Regions from separate parts of the Sus scrofa genome. Here region 2 is linked to region 1. A link is a contact called in public promoter capture Hi-C data. All regions are on one chromosome and are shown on one strand. The core of a region is the stretch at or near the end of the contact, and the rest is flanking DNA. Distances in the headings are between cores, read along the strand shown. Region 1 holds the start of RNF157 (RING finger protein 157). Region 2 holds the start of CDK3 (cyclin-dependent kinase 3).

Region 1 (4,145 bases), core at 206-2,705:
TGCAGTTCTGATCTCTCTCCAAGATCATGAAAATCCTCCTTGGGTCCTAAGCCAAAGAGAAGATGGGAGCCATGAGTCCCCAGGAGTCTTGAGAAAAGCAATGAAAAATGAAGAGCAGAGAGTTAGGTCATGTGCCAGCAGTTCGGAATTGGCTAGTTCTTTTCTTCTCTTTTTTGTTTTTAGTTATTCTTCAATGTTTTTAACTTTTAAATTGAAGTATAATTGATTTACAATATCGTGTTAGTTTCAGGTGTACAGCAGTGGTTCGATTTTATATAGATATAATATAGATATACATATAGTTTAATAATATATGTATATATATTTTTTCCAGAATCTTTTCCCTTAAAGGTTATTACAAAATCCTGAGTCAAGTTCCCTGTACGACACAGTAAGTCCTTGATGTGATCCTCTTGTGCTGTCAAAATCCTCCCCCAGCTCCAATATTTATGCTACAAACCAGAGGCTGAGACATTTATCCCTTTAATGATTCTAAAAACAAAGAGAATCCTTCTCTACATTTTAAATAGCTGTGCCCTGTCCCAGAGCCATCCTCATTCCAAAAAGCAGGCTTGTCACTCCTCCAGCCAAGTAACAACCCGAGTGACTCTGCTACGTAGAGCCCCCAATATTTCTGTTCGACACCCTTGTTCTTCCGACAGCCTCTCGAAAAGCATCAGCACCACGGAAAAGGCATTTTCGGCCTCCACCCTCCAGCAGGCAGTGGCAGCTTTCCCTGGAGAAACCTCATTCAAACCTGCGCCTGTCCCTCCCTCACCGGAGGCCTGGATGTGCTGACCTGTGCCAGCACCCAGCACAGGTGCCTGCTTCGGACGCCGAGCCCGCCTCCCCCAACCCGCAGCCCCCCGAGGGGAACGGGGACCCGGGCGGGAAGGAGCGGACTCCGTGCTGCGGACGGCGGGGACCTGGCCTGCAACGAGGCACCCCGCCCCTCGGGAGCCGCAGTCTCCCCAGCGCACGTCTCTGTCACAGGACGCATTGCGTCCGGGCCGCCCGCGTCCCCCGGCGGAGGGGCTGCCCACCCTCGCGACCGCCCCGGGCCCTAAAGCACCGCTCCAGGCCTCCTGCTAGACATCCCACCCTCCAAGATCGCACTGCAGCGCCGTCGGCCCCTGGGCCCGCCGGCCCCCCGGCGTCCCGGTGCGGGAGCCTCGCGACCTCCTCCCAGCCCCGGGCCGCGCTCACCGGACTTGGGCGGGTAGCGGTACACGGAATTGGACGGGATGTCCACCTCCTCGACGCCCGCGTGCTGCCGGCTGGTCAGGGCCCCCATGGCCGCTGCGCCCGCGCCGCCCGCGCCTCACCGCGGCCGCTTGCCCCGCGCCGGCTGCGGGGGTCGGCTGCCCGCCGCGGCCCGCTCGGCCTCGGCGCTGCGGCTCTGGCGGCGGGGAGCCCCCGGCGCGCCGCGCACCATCCTCCGCCGGGCCCCGCGGCGGCGCCTGTGCCGAGGGGGGCTGCGGGCTGGGCCGGGGGCGCCGCCGCCGCCTCAGGCCGCGTGATGTCAGCGGCGGCTCGCGCGCGGGGACCGCGGCGGCCACGGCCAATGGCGGGGCGGGGCGGGAGGGTCCGCGCGGCGCCAGCCAATGGGCGGCGGGACGCGGCGGAGCGGCGGCCGGGCGCGCGGCGAGGGCTGGAGGGGCCGAGGACGCGGCGCCCCCGGAGCCCGCTGGCGCGGTTCCGGCGGCCTCGCGGGAGCCGCCTCCTCGAGGGGCGTTCGCGCACCCTGGTCCCCAGCATCCGAAAGGCGCACGCGGCTTCCCCGCCTGGCGGAGGCTCTCTCCAGCCCCGTCCCTCGACATGTGCCAAAGCCGATGGTCACAAACCCGCAGAGGGGCGCCCTCCGCCTCCCAGGCGGGCAGTGGGGGTGGGTTCCCGCCCCGAGCGCCTCAGCCCCTCAGGGGCTCCCAGGGGTCGGGTAGACTGGTCAGTGCCGGTGACCCTCCAGGAAAACGTCGCCATCCCTCTCACCTAGTTCCTTTCAAGGCGCCGAGCTCTATGCTTGTTCTGTTTACGGGTCCCTTGGGCAGCTCCTGTAACCCTGAAGTTGGGAGACCATCGGCCCAAGAGGAGAAGGAGACAAGGCCCCTCGGACCGCACCTTTGGGAAACTTTGGGAAGAAGGGCGTTAATGCAGGGGAACTGGAGTGGGGCCAGAGCACACCAACCGTGGAACACCTGGGCAGGCAGAAGACCTCATTCTAAACCTAATTGCAGACATTTGTGTTTTAAACCCTTTATGCTATTTCTGTTTTGGCGGGCTTTTTCCTGAGAGAGTAAACTGATCTGCGAAAACTTCAATTTCAAGAACGTGGTTTCAGCAACCTTTCAGCAAGGGGTTCCAAGTACAGTTTGGGGAGTCAAGGTCCCTTGATTAAGCTTTTAAAGCCATCCATAGAGCATCTTTCCTGATGATTCTCTGTGTTTTTCTTGTTTTTAACAGCCGCACCTGTGGCATATTTGAGTTCCCGGCCTAGGGGTCAAATAGGAGCTGCAGCTGAGGTCTATGCCAAGGCCAAGGCAACTCTAGATCCTTAACCCACTGAGCGAGGCCAGGGGTCAAACCTGCATCCTCACATCGGCAACAATGGGTCCTTAACCCCCTGAGCCACAAAGGAAACTCCCTTTCATATTTTTCATTGCCCTCTTTTCAGCTTCATACCTAGTAGCAAAGATACCAACTCCCATGGAGTTCCCATTGTGGTTCAGTAGTAAAAACTAGTATCCACAGGATACAGGTTCAATCCCTGGCCTCGCTCAGTGGGTTAAGGATCTGGTGTTGCCCCAAGCTGCAGCACAGGTCGCAGATGTGGCTCGGATCTGGTGTGGCTGTAGCTGTGGCTATGATTTAACCCCTAGCTTGGGAACTTCCATATACCCTGGGTGTGGCCCTAAACACACACACACACACACACACACACACACACACACACACACACACACACACACAGAAACCAGCTCCAGTTGCCATGGTTTTTCTCCAAGTTCCCCAGGGTGGCAGGAACACATGTCTGTCATTTTTATCAACTGACAGGCTGACTCAGGCCTAAGCCACAGGGTAAGTTCCTGGCCCAGACAGACCTATGTGCAGCCTCTCTCAAACCCCAGGGCTCCCTGGCGGAGCTCAGAGCCCTCCCTCTAGCCCTTGACCCTAACCACTAGAAGGCTCTTGGACATACCTTTGGAAGGGAACTGATGCCCTGCTTTCACCATACCCAGACCCTACAGTGTAATTACTTGGTAAAGATAAAATACAAGCCATGAAGAATCTAGAGCCGCCTCAGAGTAAAAGGCCTTATAATCTTAGACTCTGTTCAGAAGTCTAAGACTCTTCTAAGAAGTCAGAATCTTCGCCTCTGTTTGTCCTTCCTGCCCTCAGCATTGGGTAAAGGGGACACCATCCCCTGAAAGGGTTTACCCGTGTCTGCAGGTTTCTTTGTCCCAGCCAGAGCCCGGCAGCAGATTAATTGCAAGGATCTGTTCTGATCCCCCGTGAACCAGCTCTGAGCTTGGGAAGCAGGTTCCTTCCCCATCCTGGATAACACTCAAGCCTGTAATTTGGTCCCTCCTCCCACAAACGGTTCATGAATCCAGTGACGGGAATAGTAAGATACGAAGCATAGTGCAGTAACACGAGCGGGCATTCATTAAACACCCTCCATGTGCCAGGCCCTAGTTTAAACATTTTTATGCATTTTTTGGACGCTTTTACACACATTAAAGCACTCATCCCTCACAGGGACCCGATGAAATACATGTTATTATCATCCCCATTTTACAGTTGAGGAAACTGAGGCAAAGAAAGAGCACTGGACTTTGAGTGGGACAAAGGAAGGCTGGAACCAGCTATGTAACTTGAGCCTGAGCCCTTAGTAACCAGCTTCAGTTTCCCTGACCGTGAAATAACTTCCTCCTTACTGGCTCTTGTGAAGAAGCCATCTGCGGGTCAAGACAGGAACTCCTCCTAGACTAGGAGTTCCTGTCGTGGCTTAGTGGTTAACGAACCCGACTAGTATCCGTGAGGATGCGGATTCTCTCCCTGGCCTTGCTCTGTGGGTTAAGGTTCCGGCATTGCCGTGAGCTGTGGTGTAGGTCACAGACACGGCTTGGATCCAGAGCTGCTGTGGC
Region 2 (4,263 bases), core at 42-2,541, 200 kb before region 1:
CTGGCAGCATGTGGGAAGTTCCCAGGCTAGGGGTTCAGTCGTAGCTGCACCCACCGGCTACGCCAGAGCCACGGCAACGCGGGATCCGAGCGGCGTCTGCAACCTACACCACAGCTCACGGCAACGCCGGATCTTAACCCACTGAGCGAGGCCAGGGATTGAAACTTCGTCCTCATGGTTCCTAGTCAGATTCATTTCCGCTGCACCATGACGGGAACTCCCTACCCCAATTTCTAATGCCAGTGTGCCCTGGGATTCCAAGGGGACCTTCCCTTGGTGCAGATGGAGAACTAGGCTGGTCGTTGAGACCTCTCCTCAGCTCCGGGCATTTGGGACCTCCAGAGAAGCTGGCAGGAGTGAAGATGACAACAGAGGGAAGCAGAGGGTCCACTTTTCTGAGCCTCCTCCCTGGAGAAGTGGAATTTCCAAGCTCCTAAGTTCCAGGCATGTGCCTGCAGAGCATGGTGGGCCCGCAGTTCTGAGGCCGAGGCAGGCCAATTTACCAACATCCCTTGGAGTTCCCGTCGTGGCTCAGTGGTTACGAATCCGACTAGGAACCATGAGGTTGCGGGTGCAATCCCTGGCCTTGCTCAGGGGGTTAAAGATCCAGCGTTGCCGTGAGCTGTGGTGTAGGTCGCAGACTCGGCTCAGGTCCCGAGTTGCTGGGGCTCTGGTGTAGGCCGGTGGCTACAGCTCCGATTAGACCCTTAGCCTGGGAACCTCCATGTGCTGTGGGAGTGGCCCTAGACAAGGCAAAAAGACAAAAACAAAACCAAACCAACATCCCTTAATCCATCTTTCATACCTGCGCGGTCAGACTCAGGACGGGGAAACCAGTCGAGGAGAAACGGCTGGAATGCCTCTGCAGAGTGTGTGCCGACACGGCGGGTACCTGTCTCCTGTTGTCTGTGTTTTTCAGGTGGAGGCTCCGTGGTGAAGGCCCGGGTGCTGACTTGCGTGGAAGGAATGAATCTACCTCTGTTAGAACAAGCCATCCGGGAGCAGAGGCAGTACCTGCAAGAGAGGGACGGAGGCCAGTAGGGAAAAAAAAAAGCGGGGGGCAGCTCCTGGCAAGACTGCGATCCAGCTGTGCTGCGGAGAAGATGCAGAAGCTTCCCTGGAGAGATGACCTTTTCTGGGGCCGGAGAGAAGAGAGGCGGGGTTGCTAATCGGAACTGTCCCAGAGCCTGGGGTGTGAGACTCTGAAGCCTGACCACCCCTCCCCACCGCAGAAGGCCGGGCTCTGGGGTGCCGGGGGCTGGGCTTCCTGTGCTGTCCTGGAGGCTTCCAGAAGGTCCTTGTGAATAAAGCCTGGTGGTGGCCCAGCCGTGTGTGCACATGGTGCAGCGCCAGCAGGGGCCAGGAGGGGGAGCCTCGGAGCCGGCTGCCTGCCCGCAGTGAGGCTGCAGGAGCGCAGGGTTTCTGGTGAATTCTGGGCTGGGCGCCTGAGGGGAGGGCCCTGGGGGGTGCCAGGGCCCAGGTGGGGGTCCCAGGACGCCGGGGGGCCGCTCTTGCCAAGGTTCTACCCTCCCAGGAGGCTGAGTGTCCTCCAAACAGGCCGGGCCCAGCCGCTCACCCTGGCCGTGCGGCCTAGGGCCGGACTGTGGCTTCAGAAGCTCTTCCTGACCCCTGACCTCTGCCCCAAGCTGACCCCGGCCCACCTGGGCGGCCCCTCTGGGCAACCTTCTGCCTCCGCAGGCTCAGGCCTGGCCGGGCAGGGCCCGGGGCCGGGGCTGGGGCCGAGAGGTTTGGGCCCGCTCGCGCTCCGTAGCCGGCTCGGGGCGGCTGCCTCCTGGGGCCTGGGGGTTCCTGTCCTGCCGGGGCTGGACCAGGGGCGGCCTCGCTCCAAGCCAGGACCCCAGGGATGGGCTGGGGTCGGGGTGGGCGCCGGGCTGAGGCCAGGGCGGCCTGGCAGGCAGAGCAGGGTGAGCCCTGGGGGCCACAGGCCGCAGCATGGGGGGCCCTGGGCCGGGGGGCCGTGGAGGCTGGAGAGGCAGTGGGGTGCTGGGCGTGGGGGCGAAGGCCCCAGGCGCCGTCTGTTTCCAGGGCGGCTCTGCGGCCATGGACGTGTTCCAGAAGGTGGAGAAGATTGGCGAGGGCACCTATGGGGTGGTGTACAAGGCCAAGAACAAGGAGACGGGGCAGCTTGTGGCCCTCAAGAAGATCAGGCTGGATCTGTGAGTGCTGGGACGGCCGCCGAGACCCCCTCGTCCGGGGGTGACCCTCAGCCCCAGGAGCTCCCCCTGCCTGTCCCTCACTTCAGGGTTTTATGTTCAACTCCCGGTTACAAGGGGGGCGGCTACGGAGGTACAGCCCTTCCACGTTGGACCCCTGGGGGTGACGAGCAAGTGGCCAGGAGCACAGCGCCCTGTGGCCGGGGTTGCGCTATCCTTAGGGAATTGGGAACACAGGTGACACCCCCTCCGGGACAGAGGCACCCTTCTCTGCTCTGGCCCCCACTGCGGTGCCCTCCTCTCCTCCAGGGAGACCGAAGGGGTCCCGAGCACCGCCATCAGAGAGATCTCCCTGCTCAAAGAGCTTAAGCACCCCAACATCGTCAGGTGCGGCGGGGAAGGAGTGGGAAGGGGGCCTGTCCCCGCCCGGCTGGCAGCCACGCGCTGACGGGCGTCCCCCGGCCAGGCTGCTAGACGTGGTGCACAGCGAGAAGAAGCTTTACCTGGTGTTTGAGTTCCTCAGCCAGGACCTGAAGAAGTACATGGACGCCACCCCAGCCTCCGAGCTCCCCCTGCACTTGGTCAAGGTACCCCGGGCGGGAGGTCGGGGGGGAAGACCAGCCAGGCCCCGCTCAGCCAGCCCTGCGTCCGCTCAGCCGGCTCTTTCTCACGCCCGCTGTTCCAGAGCTACCTCTTCCAGCTGCTGCAGGGGGTGAACTTCTGCCACTCGCATCGGGTCATCCACCGAGACCTGAAGCCCCAGAATCTGCTCATCAGTGAGTTGGGGGCCATCAAGCTGGCTGACTTCGGGCTGGCCCGAGCCTTCGGGGTGCCCCTACGCACCTACACCCATGAGGTACCGTGGGACAGGGTCTGGAGAAGGCGGATGTCACCAGGGCCCTCGGCCACCCTGACTGGTGGCGGTTTTCTTGGCCCCGCAGGTGGTGACACTCTGGTATCGGGCCCCCGAGATCCTCCTGGGCTGCAAGTTCTACTCGACGGCTGTGGATGTCTGGAGCATTGGCTGCATCTTTGCAGAGATGGTAGAGAGAGGGACAAACATGGCCACAGAGAGGCCACAGGCAGGGTCCTCCCGGGGCGGGGGGCGGGGGGGGGGTGCTCTGAGTCTCCTATTAGAGGAGACTTAACGGGTGTTTGGGACTGGCGGAAGGTCTGAGGCAGCAGGCCTTTTTCCTGAGAAGGCCAGAACTCGGGGCCCAGCCCTGGGAAAGAGAGTCTTGAAGGCACCCCCCCAGGTCAGGCCTCTTTCCTGGTCCTGGACCCTGTACGACAAGCAAAGAGACCCCACGCCTTCTCCCTCCCTCATCCCAGGTGACCCGCAGAGCCCTGTTTCCTGGCGACTCTGAGATTGACCAGCTCTTTCGTATCTTTCGGACCCTGGGGACACCCAGTGAAGCCATGTGGCCGGGAGTCACCCAGCTGCCTGACTATAAGGGCAGCTTCCCCAAGTGGACCAGGAAGGGGCTGGAGGAGATCGTGCCCAGCCTGGAGCCAGAGGGCAGGGACCTGCTCACGGTAGGTCCAGGGAGACGGCAGAGGGCAAGTAAGACCTCCGAGCGCCAGCTGCTGCTAACGTGTCCCCTCGTCACCCAGCCGCTTACGTAACCTGGGCTCCTTCTGAGTCCACGCTGGTCTCTTTTTTGACCCCTGCACACGGCTGGCTCGTCCCCATGCAGGCAGCCTGTTCCACGTGCAGGCCTCTCCCAGGATAAGCGCCCTGTTCATCTTCCCCTTTAGAACTGCCCCCTTCTAGTTAGCCTTGCTTTTATGCTGCGCCACGTGCCCTTTGTCACCTTGTGTTTTGGTAATTTTTTTTCTTGGGGACACTCTTAAGCTGGAAGCGTTCCCAGGCAGGGCCCACACCTCCCCCGTCCTGGGCATCCCCACAGGACCTTCCACGGCGGTTACTCTTCACATGAGGCTGCTCCCCGCTGCCTAGGCTCTGGCCACAGGCCTCACCCACTCCTCCTGTGGCACCATCCTGACCCCTTGGGCTGGCCCAGGCCAGGCTGCCCAGGGGGCCTCGGGCAGAACCGTCCCTTCTTTTCCCCAAAGACTCAGCATGTGT

The links. Promoter capture Hi-C pulls out the DNA fragments that hold promoters and counts their contacts.
Region 2: a contact with region 1 is called in a promoter capture Hi-C map of fetal liver, with 2.6 times the contacts expected there. The contact joins the promoter of CDK3 here to the promoter of RNF157 in region 1. A contact is called at or near these places in 1 of 5 promoter capture datasets (fetal liver) and 1 of 47 Hi-C or Micro-C datasets (liver).

Annotation. Positions count from the first base shown.
Region 1 is chr12:5,223,288-5,227,432 of Sscrofa11.1, reverse strand. RNF157 (RING finger protein 157) reads right to left here and starts at 1,455. Exons shown (of 19, transcript XM_003357958.4): 1 at 1,207-1,455. The coding sequence starts at 1,294.
Region 2 is chr12:5,428,002-5,432,264 of Sscrofa11.1, reverse strand. CDK3 (cyclin-dependent kinase 3) reads left to right here and starts at 1,291. Exons shown (of 8, transcript XM_003131201.3): 1 at 1,291-1,425; 2 at 2,023-2,177; 3 at 2,484-2,561; 4 at 2,641-2,761; 5 at 2,860-3,030; 6 at 3,116-3,217; 7 at 3,507-3,710. The coding sequence starts at 2,062. TEN1 (CST complex subunit TEN1) reads left to right here. Exons shown (of 4, transcript XM_003131187.4): 4 at 920-1,323. The coding sequence ends at 1,041.